2 separate regions of the Hordeum vulgare genome follow, and region 1 is linked to region 2. A link is a contact called in public Hi-C data. All regions are on one chromosome and are shown on one strand. The core of a region is the stretch at or near the end of the contact, and the rest is flanking DNA. Distances in the headings are between cores, read along the strand shown. Region 1 holds the start of LOC123426241 (dihydrolipoyl dehydrogenase 1, mitochondrial-like). Region 2 holds the start of LOC123426216 (GDSL esterase/lipase At1g09390-like).

Region 1 (4,718 bases), core at 165-2,664, 760 kb after region 2:
AGGTTCAATTTCCTTGAACTTCAGAAATCACTGTAACTATTTTCTTTCCTAGCTTTAAATTTATTTGAACACCAGAAAAACGTTGCAGACCTAGTTTCAACCAGTAATGTGGAGTTGCGGACCCCGGAGGCTTGGTCCCTAAGCCAACAGCAATCAGCAAGACCACAGTGCTAACCATCAACCATACAATGTTCGACAAATGGTATGGTGCATTAACTAATGAAGAAGCCGAGAACACTATACTTATGCAGAACATGCGCATAAGAAGCAAAATAACCAAACTCATCATGTAAAGAAATATTTATACAAAAACAACCAATGGTCTGGTTGAGTTCTATCAGATATTCACACACCATGCTATTGTCATTAGAGTAAACCAGCAAATGCCTAGAGTTGTAGGCTTGTAGCACGTTGGCATATGAGAAATCAACAAACAACAAAAACCCACACCCGTTGGTCTATAAGCTCACAAAATTGGTACGCCAACAAGAGCTGTCCCCTATATTTAACACATTTACCCCAAGTGTGTATAGTTCTGAAGCCCTTGACCAAGCTAAACAAACTGATATCTAAACAAGCTACAACACAAGCTCCATAAACCGCACAAGCGACAGCAGGTACAGAACTAAACCCATGAATCACACTCCAATTCTGCAACTCACCCGCAGATAAGTAATGGCAATGGCATCACATCTCATCAGCCCCAAAGCAAACCCTAGCTACCTACATTTCTCACCATGGAAATTGGGAAACTCCACAACGTAATCAGTAATCACACAAAAAAACTAGAACAAAGTCAACAACCCGACGCCCAAATTGATGATTAAGGGTAAGCTTCCGTACCCTATGGGCCCGCGCCCCGCAAACCCTAGCGCCGAAATCGTGGTACGATGCGTACGGATCTACGACCTCCGGGCTATCTCCAGCAGCACGAACGCACCCATCGGGATCGCATATCGAGAAGGGAAGGGGTAGAGGGGAGGAGGAGGCGGCGGCGATAGATGCATACCTTGGACGGGATGCAGCCGACGTTGAGGCAGGTCCCCCCGAGCGCGCCCCTCTTCTCGATGCAGGTGGTCTTAAGGCCGAGCTGCGCCGCCTTGATGGCCGCCACGTACCCGCCGGGCCCGCCGCCGATCACGACGACGTCGCTCTCCTCCCCCGACGTCGCGTACCCACGGCACGCGGACGCCCACGCCGCCGCGTGGGGCCGCCGCAGCAGCACCGCCTCCACCGCGCGCCTCCTCGCCAAGCTCGCCATCGCCATCTCGCGGACTCCTCCTCGCTTCGATTTACTTTTAAGAAGAAAATGGTATGGAAATTCCAAATTCTCCTCTCTTTCCCTTCCGCGCAAGAAAGAAGATGGGGGCGAAGAGAATGGCTGAGTTGTGAATTCCAAACACGAAGGGTCAAATAATACGGGGTACCACCAACCAATACGCCCACGAGAAGTGGGGTACCCCGTTCTAGTGCTGACAGGTGGGCCATTCGTTATAGGATGCCGGGCTTGCTTGCTTGCTCCCTTTGTCTATTTTCATATAGTAGTCTATATACCTACCTAATAATAAAGCGGCTATTGCTTCCGTCGAAAAACCCACCGCGACATTTTTATAAAAGAGCCCCTGTAATTTTTGTATTCAACCCGTGCTCCATCATTTATCTGCAACGTAAAAGGAAAAAACGATTCGCTGCAAAAATTATACCCGTACGCATCGCCTCCTTCCGTCGACCCTGGGCCCCCGTAGCCTGTGCCCAGGCCGCCGCGGCCGACCTCAACCGCCACCGCTGTCGATCTCAACCCACCCGCCTCCGCGGCCGTACCTCTCCCCGCTCACTGCCCCCGTTGCGGCGCTCGAGCACATCGCGTCGATCCTGTGCCTAGGCCGCTGCCACACCACTCGCCGCCGCGGCCGACCTCAACCACCACTATTGTCGACCTCAACCCACCCGCCTCCGCGGCCGTACCTCTGCCCGCTTCTGCCCCCGTTTCGGCGCTCGGGCACAGCTTCTCGATCAAATCAACGCGACAGCTATAGTGACCGGGGATGATGCGTATGCTCGATGCAGAACGGCGACGGCGCGCGGATAAGGCGCGGCGGAGCAAAGTACTTGCAGGTGGAGGCGGGCCTCCATGGCTCACACGAGGAACTCCGAGGTTATGGCGCGGCAACGGCGACTCCTTATGGCCAGATAGAGGCGCCTAACCCTTGCTCCCCTCATCGTATCCCCTCTTCCGGCACGAACTCATCATCTGATGAGATCCCCTCCCAATGCCTCCAACCGTGTGCCAAGCACCGGCAAGAAAATTTGTTTTGTGGAGATTTGTTTGCTGATGAATGAACGTATTGAATGTAAGATTGCATTGTTGTAGAGACAGAGAATGGAACACCACCTTCAGTTTGTCATCTGATCCCATATTCTCTACCCCATGAGTGAAATAAGATAACAGTCCATTGATCAATTCACGTAGCCTCTTTGTTTTTCTTTGCTTGTTCTGCTCAATTTCTCATGATGGTGGAATTAACAATGGATGGGTTGATTTCTCAACAAAGGATAGGACTGACTACATTAGTTAGTTAGCTTCTTATTTTAATAAAGCAAAATAATTATAAAAAGATTAAAAGCGTGTGATATTTTATTCTCCCGTTGCAACGCACGGGCCCTTTTGCTAGTAGTCTATAAAAGTATGAAAGTGTCTTTCTGCTCCAAACTCATTTAAGCTCAGTGAACAGTAAAATTGAAAAAAAATTAAAAACATGTTTAAAAAAAATTGATTTTTTTAGACCAACATTGACAAAAGTACTAGGTGCATGCAAAACTTTGGCATGAAATAACATTTCTATAAGGCGTGGCAAAACAAACAAAATCGATACTCTGCAAATGCGCATTTTCAGAATATTGATTTTGTTTTTTTGCCATACCTTATAGTAATGTTATTTCAAGCCAAATTTTTGCACGTACTTATAATTTTTGTTAATGTTGGTCACAAAAACGTTTCAGAATTTTTTGAACAATTTTCGATTTTTTCCGATTTTACTGTTCACCGAGCTCAAATGAGCTCGGGAGCAGAAACTATATGTCCATAGAAGTACTGCTAGTACCTCTGGTTACTAACCCTCCAAACCATGTATCAGAACTGATTGATGCCACGACGGCGACGTGGAAGGAGGAGCTGATATGCTCGTTTTCCTACCGGCGGATGCCGATACAATTCTAGCAATACCTTTGTGCACGAGACCGATAGCAGATTTCTGGACTTGGTCGCACGAAAGAATTGTCCTCTGTTCGATCTGTTCGGCATATAAGATGGTGATCAATACCAAGGAGAACACAGAGAATGGGACCGTTGATACATCTGGGGCTTCTGGGACACCGGAAGGCAAAGAATGGACAGATATGTGGCACACCAAACTCCCTTCGAAAATCAAAGTTTTCCTGTGGAGGTTGGCCAAGAATTCGATGTCGTCAATGGATTTGCTGCACCATCGTAACATGGCTACGACCCATCTATGTGCTCTATGTGGCCAAGATGACCCCTGGAGGCATGCTATGATAGCCTGGCTTATTAGGGATGGTAGACTACTCATATCAATAAGGAATTCCTTTTTTTCCGGGAGCCCATTCGAACAGAACTCTCAAGTTAAGTGTGCTCGGCTTGGAGTAGTTCTAAGATGGGTGACCGACCGGGAAGTTGACCCCGGGTGCGCATTAGTGAGGACAAAGTGCGCAGAAAAGACTAGTATTGATATCCTGGAACCCATCATAGATCGATGAAGAAGAATAAGAAACTCCAAAAGCACAATCATCGCGCTCACGTCATAATATCACCTTACCTGTACGAGTAACAACCGCCGGCGAGTGTGTCCGGGGCGTTACACATGCGCTCATGGAATGGACCACGTCGAGGTGCATTTGGGCTCTTTGTGAAGAGATTTTGGTTGAGAAACTCAGTCGGAATAATGAGCCCAATGCCAAGAACTGGATTTTTGTGATGCACGAACAATTGACACAAAGACAGTATACCTTACTGGTGGTTACTTTGTGGGCGATATGGAGAGCTAGAAGGAAGGCGATTTATGAGGATAACTTTCAAAGCCCCCAATCGGTAAATGAATTCATACTATCATACATCACTCACCTCACTTTGATAGAGAGTAAGGGATCTTCCTCGCCGCCACAAACAATACAACACACGGGGGATGGAATAGTCCTCCGGAGTCTTACCTAAAGATCAATGTAGACGCAGTTGTATCACAAAATTGCATGAGGGGTGGCAATCGCTATCTATCGCAACCGTGATGGTCTTTTCCAAGGAGCTTCAGCGATGGTTATCAAGGGCATAGGGGATGCACCCACACTCGAAGCTCTGGCAATTCGGGAGGCCTTTGCCCTCGTTAATGATCTATACACATAGCGTATACATATTGCTTCTGATTGCAAGGTGGTGGTCGAAGACATCAAGGACAAGAAGCCTACAAAATATGATGCTATTTTACATGAAATAATAGAACACAAAGCATCTTTTGAGGCATGCAACATAGTGCATGAATATAGGAGCTCGCATGTCGAGGCTCACAATTTAGCGAAACATGTTATGAGGTTAGGGGAGGGCCGGCATGTATGGCTAGGCAACCATTGAAATTTATATTTTGTACCTTTGAACATTGATCAAATAAAGTTTCGCGAGATTGTCTAAAAAAAGTAGTCTATAAAAGTAA
Region 2 (5,086 bases), core at 966-3,465:
CCGTACTACGAAATTGCCATGTGCAGGGAACGACCAAAAAGGGGCGGCTAAAAGATGGGCAGAGAGAGGAGGTAGCCGCCGGTCGTTGGGTCGAGCCATGTGACGCTAGGCGCGGCATGTGACTTTTTGGGTGTTGTAAAATAAACAAAAGAGGAGTCAGTCAGGAGTGGGTGAAGAGTTGCTCCTGCAGCCCTACGTCGCTCCTCCCTCCCTCCCTTTGCACGCCAGGCGCTCCCAACCAAGTCGCTACGCTACGTGCCACCCACCTCTCGCTCGAGTGCACTTCAGCCACCTCGTCGTCAAGGTTCCAGCTATGTCACGTCATCTACGAGCTACGACGAGAGATCGCCGTTTGCCGAAATCGGACTCGCCCTCGCCCTCGCCCTCGTCGACGCGTCAATCCATAATCGGCAACACGATTCTTGCTCTGGATAGGCTCTATCTGCAAACGTACTACTGTGGTCACTCACTCATTCCCTGGCGTCAAGTGCGGCATGATGATGCTTAGGGCCTACGATAATTAAGCTCAGGTGCGCGCGTGTGCGTGACGCGACGAAGATGGCCGGGCTGGGCTGGGCCAGGCAGACGAGCTGTCGGCGTCGTGCGATCGGATGCAGCGGCCAGCGCGGCGCCCTCGCCAACCACTGGTTGGCTGGCTGGACGGATGGATACGCGTGCCACCCTTCCGCTTAACTGATCCACTCCTCCTACAATCTTGTTTATTTTCATTTCTTTCCTAGAGAGTGGAGTAGTTGATTTACATAGTACTACATCAGTGCGGGGTTGTTGGATTGGCATTTGACAGCGAAAGGCCGCACGAGGATGCTTCAAAACCTGGCATGAGATCCCGTATTTTCCCACACAAAGCGGCTCGCTTTTATTTCGTTCCGGCCAGACGTCGGTCAGTGCGCATCATATATCATATGTGGCCACGAAGCTTCAAGCGAAAAGAGCGAACGGACAGGCGTGCGGAGTTTGGCGTCGACTGCCGTCACGCGTTGGCCGGCGATCAATTCGGGGCTGGATCTACCTCCCCGCGATGGCCATGGCCCATGACACCGGCCTTTTCATGGAAACGGGACAAGAGCGTCCGGCGGAGAGACGCGTCTTCTCGCCGTGGTTTTGGCGTCAAGTCGATTGTGTCAAAAACCATCGGAATCCGCCAGACCGAGTTGATTCGGTGACCCTTTGGGTCGAAGAAATTCGGTGGCGTGCTAGCTGGATCGATGCAGGTCACGGTTTGGCCGGCTAAACTTTGGCACGGACTGTTGTGCTGTACTACTACTCCGACAGTATGTACACAACATTGGATTGGGTTCATGTTTCTCCTTTTCAGCTTATTACCATCGCAGCTCCAACAGCTCTCAGCAAAACATTAAACAAAGGGAACAGATGGAGAAATGCGCTCTCCACCTCCCCGCAATCGATTCCCAACGCAGCTACTCCGACAAGGGCTAAATTACGCACTCCGACAAGACATTCGATGGAGTAACGACACTTGATTACTCTAATTGATTCCTACTGCTTCACTCTGGTTAATATAATTAACTAATGGCGGAAGGAGAGGGAGGGGGAGGGGAACGGGGAGGCACTCACAGATGAAGTCGAGGACGACGCGGCCGTCGGAGAGCCTGCCGGTGGGGTGGTGGAAGAAGGCGCGCCCCTCCGGCGGCGCGATGCGGATCCCCATTATCGCCGCCACCCCACCCGTGTCCGAGTTGGAGTCGCCGAAGTTGAACACCACCACCTCCTTCGGCTTCGTCGCCACCTTCGCCGCCGCCTTCGTGGGCGCCTGCGCCATCCCCTTGCTCTTCCGGTGCTCGCCGGCCCCGGCGGGCGCCGCCGCGGTGGCGAGGGCGGAGGTGGTCGAGAGGGCCGCGCCGCTGCCGGCGGCCGGCATGTAGCGGACCGTGGCGAACAGGACGGCCCCGGCCACCGCCCCCAGCACGCAGTAGTACTGCAGCCGCAGCAGGCTCATGTTCTTCATCAGCCCGCCGCCGCTGCCGCCTCCTCCTCCATTGCCTCCCCCGTTCGGCCCGCTCGCCATGGCTGGCCTTCCCGAGCTAGCTAACCAGTAACCACTGCCGCTGTCGGTCTTCTCCCTCCGCGCTCTCTGATCCGCGACTCTTGTCTGTCTGTCTCTCAGTCCGTGTCTCTGTGTTGTTTATATACACTGTTATTTAGCTCCCGAATGCACAATGCTTCAAACGAAGAGAAAGCTGGGCATAAAGAAACCACGTTGCACAAAACATGTGGAGGGTTGGTGTGTGACCCTGTTTACCTTTTGTTTTGGGCACCGCTCTTACGCTTCGGCCAGTCGGTCAGCAGCCGTTTGATCTGAGTTCTAATAGCCGTTCGATCAGCATCAGCGCACTGTCCTGCGCGCCTCCGACCTCCTGCCGCACGAGTATCCCATCCTCTCCCTTGTCATCATCGCTCGTCGCATCACCCTCATGCCCTCTCCCCCCGTCGCTCGTCGCTCGTCGCCGTTGACGCTCGTGCGTGCACATGCTTGTCCCTCCGGAACTCCGGTTGAAGCTTTTTTCATTGTGGTTGAAACTTTTTCCATGTCGCTTGAAGCTTTTTCACAACGGTTGAAGCTATTTTCGTTGCTGGTTGTAGCAAAAACGACATGCTTTTTTTCGTCGGTCTGTGGTTGAAGTTTTTCAAATATATGATTGAATCTTTTGTGTCAACGGTTGCAGCTTTTTGTGTTTCTGTGTCGAGGATTGAAGCTTTTTATATCGCCGGTTGAAGCTTTTTTCTAGCCGATTGAAGCTTTTTTTCATCACCGGTTGCAGCTTCCGCGGTTGCGTGGTGGGTGGACCTCGATTCCCGTCGTCTCTGGTTGAAACTTTCGACTCGTCGCCGGTTGCAACATCGTCGTCTCTGCCATAGCTTTTCGTCTCCAACACTGGTGGCATCCGATGCGGCGGAGCGGGGATTTGTTGAGAAGGTGGCGCGGGAGGCGCCGTCCTGTTCGCCGGAGGAGAAACATGAAAAGGGATAGCCCCCATGCCGACGGGAAGGAAAGGCCAGTGACTCCATGACAGCCGGCGGACGGAATCCGACAGGGAAGGCACGCCGGCTTGAAGGAACACCGTGGATCTGCCCAGAGGCGTGCGATGGGAAAGGATCCCGCGGCCCGCGTGCGTCCGACCTAATGGTTCGGCCGGCACGCCGGGTAGAAACGTTTCCCTTTTGTTTTTGTGACTTCCAATTTAGATCAGCTGGGAGAAGTGCAAGCTGAGAAAACCCGCAAAACTATCTGCCTTTGAGCCGCTATTATTAGTTTTAGACATGGGGTTAATATTGTTATACTTTCGTGTCAAAAGTATTCTATTAACATGATATTATCACTAGAGATAAATATGTTTTTGATCCCTCAAGTTTACAAGAAGTAGACATTTGGTTCCTCAAAACAAATTTGAGATACAGATAGGGTCATTGTCGTCGCCATCGTCCCTCCACACCGGTCGTTGGCGGGTGGAGGAGTGGGAGCCCGACGACGGTGGCCACGTAAAGGCTCGAACCATGACAGGGTGAGGTGTACTGCTTACTTTCGTAGGAGTTATTGGGATTCCCTAAAGAGAAAGAATAAAGTATATGAAAGTGCGTTATATCGACTAGAGGGGGGGGGGTGAATAGGAGATTTTTATAATTTCATCATTGAGGAAATTCCTCACTGATGACTAACTTGCAGCGGAAACAGCAAAGGATCAGGAGTGCAAAGTATCACTACAACAGTTTTTCAAGGTAAAGAATATGAATATCAGTTTGCACAGTATGCAGGCACAGAGACAGCGGGTGAAGAATTTTGGGTTGAGGAATTTCAGAGAAAGTCTTCAACAAATTCTTCAAACAGTGGCAATGAAAGTCTTCAACATACAATGTGAGGAATTGAAAGAGTTGAAGAAATAGAACCCGTTTCACAGTGAAGACAGTGGTTGATGACCTAGTTCCAACTGCTGTGACAGTTGTACATCTGGTTTCGAGCGGCTTGGTATTGAAATCAAAATACACACAGTCCCTACCGTATTCTCCTTGAGCTAAGAACACACAGTCCTTGCCCAACACTCGTGGTAAGTCTTCAGGGCAGACTTCCAAACCCTCACAAACTTGATCACCTGGTGATCCACAATTGACTGCTGGATTGATCTAGACCATGACGCCTAACCTTCTGGAGGATGCACAGTCCTCAAAGGTAAAATGCTTCAGTCCCACACAAGAACAACTTCTTCAGTGATGCTCAATCACTTGGTTTTCGGTTTGTGGTTTGGTGTTTGGGGTATTTCCTCACTGATGAATTACTCTCGAAGACTTTGAGGAATTTGGGTTGCTCTTATGACAAGTGTCAGTTTCCAACGGAGCAGCCAACCACCTAATGGTTGTGGGGGCGGCTATTTATAGCCTGGGAGCATCCCGACATGATTTGACATTAATGCCCTTAAATAATATGACCGTTGGTGTGGATAAGATCACTCATGTGGCGCGACTTGCGGTAACGGTCGGGACCCTCAACTGTGAGAGTCCTCATGTCTCTCATATTCCTCACTTGAGGCTAGATACATCTCCATCGCATCTACTTTTCCAAACTCTTTTGCCCTTGTTTTGGACTCTAATTTGCATGATTTGAATGGAACTAACCCGGACTGACGTTGTTTTTAGCACAATTACCATGGTGTTGTTTTTGTGCAGAAATGAAAGTTCTCGGAACGTCCTGAAAATTTACGAAGAATATTTTTGGAAAATATGAAAAATACCTGCGCAAAGATCCACCGGAGGGGACGGGCCAGTGGGCCACAAGCCCTGTGGCCGCGACCTCCCCCCTGGCCGTGGCCACCAGGGCTGTGGGGCCCACGTGGATCTGCCGCCCCCAATTCCAGCGCTATTTATTCCTTTTCGTCCCGAAAAAAAATCAAGAGAGCAGATTTCATCACGTTTCACGATCCAGAGGCGCCGCCACATCCCGTTCTTGCCCTGGAGGGCAGATTTGGAGTCCGTTTTGGGCTCCGGATCAAGGAGATCGTCGCCATCGTCATCATCAACCTTCTTCCCTCTCAAATTACATGAAGCTCTTCATCAT

The links. A called contact is a pair of places that touch in the nucleus more often than the background predicts.
Region 1: a Hi-C map of leaf shows a contact between it and region 2, with 4 times the contacts expected there. The contact joins the promoter of LOC123426241 here to the promoter of LOC123426216 in region 2. A contact is called at or near these places in 2 of 6 Hi-C or Micro-C datasets (both in leaf).

Annotation. Positions count from the first base shown.
Region 1 is chr1H:100,192,863-100,197,580 of MorexV3_pseudomolecules_assembly, forward strand. It overlaps LOC123426241 (dihydrolipoyl dehydrogenase 1, mitochondrial-like), which reads right to left and starts at 1,415. Exons shown (of 2, transcript XM_045110045.1): 1 at 1,010-1,415. The coding sequence starts at 1,267.
Region 2 is chr1H:99,432,851-99,437,936 of MorexV3_pseudomolecules_assembly, forward strand. LOC123426216 (GDSL esterase/lipase At1g09390-like) reads right to left here and starts at 2,216. Exons shown (of 5, transcript XM_045110007.1): 1 at 1,597-2,216. The coding sequence starts at 2,047.